2 separate regions of the Mus musculus genome follow, and region 1 is linked to region 2. Evidence: chromatin contacts called from public promoter capture Hi-C data. All regions are on one chromosome and are shown on one strand. Each heading gives the region's core, a stretch centred on a gene start, on an enhancer-like site or on the middle of the called end of the contact. The rest is flanking DNA. Distances are from core to core; before and after follow the strand shown.

Evidence for each region. Promoter capture Hi-C pulls out the DNA fragments that hold promoters and counts their contacts.
Region 1: a contact with region 2 is called in a promoter capture Hi-C map of embryonic stem cells, with 4 times the contacts expected there. The contact joins the promoter of Sult5a1 here to the promoter of C230057M02Rik in region 2. A contact is called at or near these places in 6 of 39 promoter capture datasets (embryonic stem cells, hippocampal neurons, liver and 2 more), 1 of 484 Hi-C or Micro-C datasets (bone marrow-derived macrophages) and 1 of 9 other capture datasets (embryonic stem cells).

Annotation. Positions count from the first base shown.
Region 1 is chr8:123,155,026-123,159,878 of GRCm38.p6, reverse strand. It overlaps Sult5a1 (sulfotransferase family 5A, member 1), which reads left to right and starts at 1,599. Exons shown (of 7, transcript NM_020564.3): 1 at 1,599-1,691; 2 at 2,292-2,440. The coding sequence starts at 2,299.
Region 2 is chr8:122,750,820-122,755,824 of GRCm38.p6, reverse strand. It overlaps C230057M02Rik (a long non-coding RNA gene), which reads left to right and starts at 3,175. Exons shown (of 4, transcript XR_001778694.1): 1 at 3,175-3,711.

The DNA of each region.
Region 1 (4,853 bases), core at 350-2,849, 410 kb before region 2:
CTGAATGCTGGGATTGTAGGCATATGTCACCATGTTTGTGCAATGGCACATATGCCACCATGTATGTGCATTGGCATGTATGCCACCTTGTATGTGCAATGGCGGAGACTGAATCCAGGGTTCCCGAACGCCAGGTAAGCACTCTTCCGACTGAGCCCCATCTTCAGCTCTTCTATATGAATCACACTTCAAGAAAGCTATCACAGCCGGGTGGTGGTGGCACACGCCTTTAATCCCAGCACTTGGGAAGCAGAGGCAGGCGGATTTCTGAGTTCGAGGACAGCCTGGTCTACAAAGTGAGTTCCAGGACAGCCTGTAGGACTATACAGAGAAACCCTGTCTTCAAAAAACAAAAAAACAAACAAACAAAAAAGAAATCTATCACAACTAGAAACAGCCCTGATGTCCGTAAACATACGGTGAGCAGGTGAACACTTACCTATTCAACACAACACAGCCGCGTGGAAGAACTGTCCATACACACAATGACATGGATGAATGTCGTAAGCAACACAAGGAGCAGGGAACAAACCCAGACACAAGGCTGTGCATCGTGTGGCCTTCAACAACAAGGGAAACAAGAGGTGATGACAGGCTTGAGTAACTTATCGGGGGAGGACACGGGTTTATGGTAAGAAGGAGGCCTGAACTGTTTTATATGTCCCAGTCGTGACTGTGGTAGTCACATGGTGTGTGAATTAGTGAAATCAATTTAGCTGAGCCTTTGGAGAACTTGGCTGTAGTCTCTGTGGGTTGCGTGTGCTGATTTCTCCCGGGCAAGGTCTGAGAAGAGGAATCAGGACCAGAGTTACACTTTAAAGGACAGCCAAGGACAAACAGACACCGGGTCAGTGTGTGCTCTGTGGGTGTGTGTTGATACACACACCGTTTCCTACCTATAAGACAAAGAGGATGAGGACCCTTGGGTACTCCCCTGCAGCAGAATGGATCAAAAACAAACCAGAAGCCCAAACCAACCAAACAGAAGAACACAAATCTCCTAAGCAAATGGAAGAAGTTTTGTTGTGTTGTATACAAATCCCCTGGACTCTGGTTGTAAGTGGCCCTGTAGGCAGAGAGACATTTTCATGCTGGCTGGCAGCTGCCTAATGAGAACATGAGACAAGGGAATCTGGTGGTTGGCAGCTGGAGGTGGCGGGAGATGGAAAAGTCTTCACGGATGTACTCTGTCAGAGCTGGTTGCTTTGTACTGTATCTTACCACAAATGTCAAAATTATATAAACTGCATGGTGGGTCCTAGGGTGGTAGAGAAAGCTGCCTTCTGTTGTCAGAATACAAGAAAGGGACGGTGCACTGCCTCTTCCTGGCCCCTTCCTGGCCCCTTCCTGGCCCTTCCTGGCCAGTGCTCCACAGGGGAGCATTGTTGAAACAGGAAAATTGTGTCATTCCCAGACACTGTTAAACTTATTTTTTGAGCACCTTAGTCTGCTTGAAAAATAGGTTTTGTCCCGAAGATTATCCGCTTATTGCTTGCCTATGGGGGCGCTCTTCCCAGCCCCTCCCCCAAATGGGTCTGGTTGGGGGCGGGGCACCCTGCAGTCTTCTGCCCCAGGGCCCTGCAACGCTAGGGTGGAGCCTCTTTGGAGGTGCCCAAGTAGAGCCTGAGCCACATTTCCTAGGTCTGGGCTGCGTGCGCACAGCCAGGTACCACTGGAAGAAGGACTTTGTGGTAAGTAGGGGATCCCGAGGAAACAGGGGAGGTGGGGCTTCTGTCGGAGGCTGCTCCAGGATTCAGTAGAAACATTCCTGTCAGCCCAGTCTGGGCAGCTGTAGAGCAAGACTGGAGGGGGGCTGTGGGTGGGAGCTGCTTGCTCTCTAGATGGGGCCTTTAGATACCGATCCCACTATGCTTTGGGGCCGAGACAAGCAGCTCTCAAGTCCGCAAGGATGTTCATGATCCATCACAACCACACACTTTCGAGGTGTAGCCCTGCATACAGATGGCCAAGAGCTGGTGGCTAGGGCAGAATTCTGCAAGCAACCAGCCACACTCTCAAGGCCAGACAGATGCCACTGTCATTCCAAGGCCATAGCACAGAGGTCTATATCCTCTGATGGGGTTGGGACCTTTCTTGGGCCAGACGACAGACAAGTCTGTCCAAGGTTCTAAGATGGTCCTGCAATGATGCCTGAGAGCAATAACAGTAGCCACTGGGTGTGGACCTATCTCAACACTTTCATGATGGAATGGCAGACTGGCCTGTATCTACTGGAAAGAGCTTGGGCCCTCGGTAACAGACTTCCTCACCTCCAGCCCTGTTCCGCACAGCACCAGCATGACTGAGCGCATGAACACCACTGAAATCTTCGATGGCGTCCGCTTCCCAGGATTCATACACACCCCAGAGTCCCTGAAAGCGGCTTGCTCCTTCCAGTTCCAGGACACAGACATCCTCTTGGTAACATTTCCCAAGTCAGGTGAGAGACAGACTGGGACAAGGAGCCTGGACAATCCAACACCAGGGCTTCCTGCCACCCATAGTGCCTCAGTCCCCTTCTCGGCACTGTAGACACCCGGGCCCTCTCTGTCACCTGTGACTGGTATAAGCTGTAGGGCTGCCTTTCTGGCTTGAGTCAGTACCAGCTGTATGAAGCCCCTCACTAGCCTCCTTGGCTGGTTGTTCCTCTTTCTAATAGCCTCAGAAGCACAGGGTATCCTGGGTACAAGCAGCCCCCCTCTCCCCCTGTACCTTGGTCAGGTTCACACAGACTTCTTGTAATCTCTCTGCACTTGCTTGAACGTGTTTCTGAGGCCATGGGAGGAATGCTGGGGGGGGGGGGGTGAAATGGGGTGTGTGCTGAGAATCTGGCTTTATTCTTAGGCGGGTGGTCCTTGGGGGACAAAGCTTTTCCTTGTCCTGAATCATGCTGGGGTGAATGGTGTACATCACCCCAGTGAAGTATGTTTATGTGGGGCACAGGAACTCCCTAATCCCATAAGACTGCCTGGTCTACTCTCCTCCAGTGTGCTCAGGGTAGCAGCATAGCTCTGCAGACCCTGCATAACCATCCTCCCCATCCTGAATCCGTCAGGATAGGCACATAGGGCATAGTTTGCTTTTGTCTCCTGGACATAGCCCAGCTAGGACACAATGCCACTGAGAGCAAGATCTGCTTCATGTGACTTGGCCACCAGGGCCACCTGGACTGTAGTGACTTAGGTAAGTCAGCAATTCAGCAGATAGGGCCAAGCAACCCTCCTATACTCCACATTCCTGACAGTCTTCCCCTCACACCAGACCCCCTTCCCCTCCACCCTGCATAGTTGTCCCAAGTTCCAGCCCTGCCCCACCCCCCTCCTACTCCCTGGATCCGATCCCTCCATTCACATCTTAACATATCTACCCAGGGGCCTGGTCTGTGGGCTGGGCTTCCCACCAGAAAGAATGCAGTGGGTGGGCTGGGATCTGTCAGACTGCGCCTCCAGCCTCAGTATATCTTAAAGGATAGGGCAGCAGAGCTATGGGATCCTGGATCCAGGCTGTCACTGTCCCTGTATGTGGGCAGGGGGTGGGGACCGATCATCCCACTATAAGTACGAGATCCCATCCTCGCAGAGCAGGCAGGTTCTGGCCTGTAGCGGAAAGATACCTTGCTGAATCTTATCACATGTCCCTGAACTGGGCCCAGGCGGGCTGGGCGGGAAGGGCCACGCCTGTTCTGAGGAACCTTTTCTGGTTTGCTTTTTCTTAGACTGGTTCTGTCTGGCCTAAAAATAAAAAGGTGATATAACCTTCCCCCTACTGGAAACCAGAGAAGCTAAGGGGGGGCCCTTGACCTTCCATTCCCATTGAGCTCTCTAGGATTTGCTATCTCTGAAGGTGACCCCAGAAAGTGTGGTTGCTTGAGGGGAGTAGACACCCGAACAACTCCCAGAGCACCCTCCTCTCTGGCCAGGGCCAAAGCTCCTTTTCAGATGTCTGAGGTAGAGAAATGGGTTGGGGCACAGCCCGGTAGAGTGTTTGCTTTGTGTAGGTGAGGAATAGGCCAGATTGGCTTTCTGGAAAGACCATCGCTAAGGCTTGAATGTTCTGGAACATTCCATTAGAAAGCGATAGTGAGATGAATGTGGTGGCTCACTCCTTTAGTCCTAGAAGTTTGGAGGCAGGGGCAGGCAGATCTCTATGAGTTCAAGGCCAGCCTGGTCTACAGAACTAGTTACAGTGTAGTCAGAGCTACACAGAGGTATCTTGGCTCAAAAAAACAAACAAACCAGAAAGTGGTACTTATTAGATGCCATGGTTTCCCCTCAGGGTGCTCACAACAGGGACTGCAGACATGCATGGGAAGCCACCAGGAGCTGGGTGAGAGGTCCATGTCAAATGCTCCTCTTACTTCTCTGGCCAGTGTCCTCACAGTTCATTGGCCATCCTTCCTGGGAAGGCTTCTGCAGATCTAAACCACACTTTGCCCTCTTTCTGCCTCATGTCCCTCCTCTGCCTGATGGGGTCACTGTAGCATCAAACACACCAAGGAGGCTCCAGACCATTCATACAGTGAGTGTCCATCTCAGACCAGGGCCCTCCAGGACTCTGCAGGAAGAGCGGCGGTAGGCTAAGGACACACAACCAAGCAGGAAGCTGGCATGCAGGACTCGGGTGTTCTCGGGTCAGCTCTTCCACAATGGATCCTCTCTTCCTCTCCGCCCTGCCCTCACATTCCTGCATCTGATGCCTTCCTGGCAGATGTAGGGCTGTCCTAGCCTCCTGTCTATCCCTGCCTGCCATCCCCTGAACAGCAGCCCCAACATGCTCATAATGTAATCCTCACGGTATGCGAGCGCATGGGGCAGAGGGGACTTTGCAGTCATGATGAGACTAAGGACCTTTAG
Region 2 (5,005 bases), core at 1,926-4,425:
CTCCGCCTAAGGCAGCGGTTCTCAACCTGTGGGGCTCAAACCCTTTACCAGACCTCTGTCTCCAAAACTATTTACATTACAATTCATAACAGCAACACAATTATAGTTATGAAGTAGCCATGGAATAATGTATGGTTGGGGATCAGCACAGCTTGAGGGACGGTATCAAAGGGTCACAGCCTTAGGAAGGTGGGGAACTTCTGCCCTAAGGCAGCGGAGGGGGAAAAACTAAAAGAGATAGTGGTTCATGTGGTGGTGCTAATGCCTGTGGCACACAAGGGATCCTCACAAGTCAACAGCAAGTTAACAAAGGCCAGTAAGAAGATGAGTGAGAGAGAGAAGATGCTGGCTTGAGAAGAACTGGACTCACTAGAACTAGGCGGTAACATGGCTGATCTCACACCTACCCGGTTTGCCTACTGGGTAGGTTTGTGGCAAACAGATGACAAATCAACACAGGTAGCGGGACAGCTATTTTCATAAAGGAGCATGGAGGCCACACCTGTGGGTCGTACATGGCTTGCGCACGCATATCACATGAGTCAGTCACATGATGTCGGGGCTAGCCCTCCAGTGGCACACTTTAGAAAGCTACCTTCAGGAAGTGAGTCCACAGACCCACCTTGGAGGTAACAAATAAGCACATGAATAAGTGAACGGCCATAAGCTGTGGACCCAGGGCAGACCCAGGGCAGACCTGAGGCCACTTGGACATCCCAGGTGGTTCTACAGTCCCCCACTATCCTGGTTAGCTTTAATTGTTAACTTGACATCCTCTAGAGTTATCTGAAAGTTGAAACCTCAGTTGAGGAATTGCTTTGATCAAGCTGACCCTTGGACACTTCTGTGAGGAACTGAGGTAGGAAGGCCCACCCCATTACAGGCAGAGCCATTCTCTGGGCAGGGGGGACTGGGCAGGTTTTTTGTCCTGGCCTGAACAAAAAACAAACTAGTCAAGTATGAGCCCAGGAACTAGCCAGGAAGTGAGCTAAAAAGCAGCGTTTCCCTGTGTTTCCTATCCTGACTTCTCTCAGAGATAGACCATTACCTGGGAGTTGTAAGATAAAATAAACCCTTTCTTCTCCTTGGTTATTTTTGGTCATAGTGTCTGCAGCAGTAACAGAGTAGAGTAGAGTAGAATAGAATAGAATAGAATAGAATAGAATAGAATAGAATAGAATAGAATAGAAACTAGACCAGCTACCATCAGGGGTGGGCCCTCTCTCCTCCACTGTCCTTCACCAATGTCATTACCTTAATCACTTTTCTGGGAGTCATGTTGGTCCAGGCTTAGATACAACAGTCGTATTTTAATGATCCAGGACACAGTTGGGTCATTTCCTTTATTCTCCTGGCCTTAAGAACTCCCTTGTCAGGCTGGAAGCACCTTCAGAAGTTGCTGCTTGCAAACTCTAGATGCCCCAGACTTTGCAGGCTATTGAGGTACCAGAGGAGTAATGACCAGGTCAGTCCAGGAGTCTTGAACAGGGAGACCTCCAAAGGTAGAGAGTTGGCCCCCCGTAGGTGATACCTTGAGGTCTGGACCCTTTTTCCTTAGACAGTAAGCCAGCCTTCCCTCTATCTCCTGAGGCCCAGGTTCAGGGCTGACACCTTTGATCCAGCCTCCAGGAGATGGTTGAAGCAGGGTGAACCCCACTCTGTGTCTTAGCCCCTCATACATAGGCTCTCTTGAGGTGACATATGCCACCACCTCAGCAAACTCAGTCTAGGTCTCCTTAAATATCTGGTGTTCCGCTTCAACAGCGGGGCCCCCAACCCTGCCCAGGACAGGTACGTTCAGTTACAGTGGCTCTTTGGTTTACAGGTTCAACTCCAGCGGCTGCTTAGTTTCTGTGCTATTCAAAGGAACAGGAACTGCCAATACCATAAAGCAAGGTAGGAGGTCATGGGGATGCCTTTCCCATTTAGCTCTGAATGTACACAGCATTCTTGCTGGTGGACAGACTGCATACTCTCTAGGCTGCCCAGCTATGGAGGGGAGATCCTGACTACACCACTGTCACAGGACAGGGAGAACTCCAGGAAGCTGAGGGGCTTGGGGAACTTGCAGGCACACATGGGAATATTGGACATTGGTACCTATTTGAATTAGAGCACCTTTGCTGGACTTAGACTTGGGGTGTGGGTGTGAACCAGGAGGGGATGGCTCCTGATCTTTATTTTTGGGGTGTTTCAAGGGTGTTTGAAGCGAAGGTTAGGTCAATTACTCCAGAATAAAGTACATGGCTGGAAAGGGGGAATTGTCCCCCCAAACCCTAACGACATAATGCCCGAAAATGCAAAAGGCCAGAAAAAACAGGTACAGCCTGGTCTAAAGTGAAAGACACAGCCTGGTCAAACAGACATGCATCCCCAAGATGGCTAAGGCTTGGAGAAGACAGTGGAGTAGACCAAGGGGAAGGGCTGTTTGTAGGCTGGCCTCACACAGCTGACATGGCCTGGTCCTGTGTGCATCCTTCCTGCCTTTGTTCTCACCTCACAGGAGAGCTGGTGAGTGTGGGTAAAGGTGAGAGTGGGGGAGTCGTGGGTGGGTACTCGTTCAGGAGGGACAGAGTCCAGGTCTTTCCTTTCCTCTATCCCCTCTCAAAGGGAGCATCTCTTAGGACTGGTCCCAATTCCAGGCTCAAACCAGAGAAGAAATACCACAGAGAAGGCAAATGGCCCCAAGAGAAGGCCTCGCTGCCCTGAGGTAGCCAGCTGGAGTCTAACCACCTTCCTCTTTTCCTATCTTCTGCTCTCAACCTTGGGCTGGTCTTGGCTCTCATGTCCTTTGGGGACCTCTTCTGGCCTCTCCAGACTTACTTAGATCAGGACTTGAAGGTGCAACCAAAATACCCATTAATCTCTGTGCTGAGGCAACAGGACACTTGGCCAGCAAGCAGGCCACGTCCGACTCCTTAGCGTGGGCTCCAGAATTGGTTTCAAAAATCAATATCCTTCTAGGAATGGGCACCAGGGGCTGGATGCGGTCATCGCAGCACGGTCCATTTGGGGTGTCCGGCGCTATGAAACAATGATGAAGAAGATGACCGGCTAGGCAAGGTTCGGGACAGCTGACACCAGAGCATGCTTGGAAAGACCAAGCCAGTTACAAGGTGTACCCAATCAGGAGGCTCCAAAATGTGACACGGATTTGCGTTTTCTTTTGATTCCTTCCTGGTGGTTTTACGTAAGAGGCAGCGCGTTGGGGCCAGGAAGGGACGGAACCATGGGGCTGGGTTTACACCAGTTATGCGAAGCCCCTCCGCTCTGCCCCCGCCTGCGAGGGGCTTTCTTGGCTGGGTCTGTTCCTGACAGAAGGGAAGCGAGTTGTGGGGGTGGGGGGGCTTGGCATGTGTGTGTGTGTGAGTGTGTGTGTGTGGTGTGTGTTTAAAATACAGAAAAAAAAAAGAAGCATGGCTTTCCTCAGCTGCAGAGGCGGGCCGGGTTCTGTCGGTGCCAAGTCCCTCAGAGCGGGCACTGTGGGGACACGGGAGGCACAAGAAGGCTGCAGAGGTGAGGGACGGGTGTGGAGAAAGATGGACGCTTGCCATCTCGAGCGCCAGCGGCTGCACGAGGCCAGACCCCACGAACAAAACCCACGGCAGATCTCTGGCAACCCATGTTAGGAGGCAGAAGACAGTTGGCAGCGATGCGGCACAGAGGGCAGCCTGGGAGCGGGCGGATGTAGCCAAGGCCAGCACGGAACAGGTAAGGATGGGGTGGGGCTCGCTAAAGTATAGGCAGCTGGTATCTGTGTTTGGGGTACCTGTGGGGGCCACGTCAGATATGGGTGCGGGTACTGTGTCAAGAAAGCTTTCCGAGGGCCAGTTCTGAGGGAGTCTGTCTGCCTAGTGTCCAGAGCATCTCTGGGTAACCTCTGGGCCCCTTAATATGTCTTGGTGCCCGCTGCTTGCTTATGTGTGCTTCGCTGGTATTCTAAAGATGTGGGGTGGGTTGGCCTGAGTGGACCATCTGGAATTGTGAATACAGCAGCCGCGTCCCATGGTGGTCCCGTGGCTGCATCATCTCCGCTGATGTCCGTCCTCCCAGGGATGGCCCTCTCTGCACTGATCACACCAGGTCCCCTGACCATGAAGGGACAGATCTGTTTCCTTTTTGAAGGTGGGTTAGGGTGGGCTGGGGCTGGGCTGGAAGGTCCTGGAGCATCCAGCACCGCACTCTCTCAGTTTTCTCAGAGCCCCCCATCCTTACCCACAGCCAGGCTTGGCACCTCGGTGCCTGTGTGCAGATCAATGGGACTGGAGCCAAATGCTGTCAAAGGGATCCGGGTGCCAGTGCCAAGGAGCCAGCTGCTGAGGGCACGGGTGGGGTGGGCTCTGGAGGGGAGGAGCGTGTGGCTGGGTATTTCCTAACAGCTCCAAGGACAAAGCTCACTCCCTTCCTAGTGGTCATAGGCTAGTCAAAGAGGGTGGGGCTGAGGGATGGGGACATTCCATCTGGTATGGCATGGGTGGTCCCAGGTGGCCAGTGTAGGGCAGGCAAAGCTATGGGCACTGTCCTTGTGCCCAGGTACCCTTCCTTAAGCGAGGTCCCAGGCAAACATAGAAATCCAATTTCTTCCTTTTCCCTCCCATCATTCCTTTCCTTTCTTCTCCATCTCTAGCAAAGGCTGGCAAGGGGCTCCGGGATCAATGCCTCAGGCTGGTGGGATAGCAAGAGGATCAGTACGGTTATATTGTCACTGGGGCCACTCTGTTCCAGTGTAATGCTCTAGGAAGTCACTTTAATCCCAGAAAGGTGTCTCTCTCGAGGTCTGGTCACTTGGGTAAGCAAAAACATTAGCTTTGGTGCTAGCTCCATGGTGCCCAGCTTCCTCCATGGTCAGGTTGGGCGAGGCTTTCTGACTGTGGAGAGTGTGGTTGGGAGAGCCAAGCAGAGCAGAGGAGCCTCCCCAGAAGCAATGGGGAGGGGCCTGGAGGTAAAGACATCAAGGAGCATGGTCCAGAAACTGAGAGGCACAGGGACCGGAACAGGCAGTTGG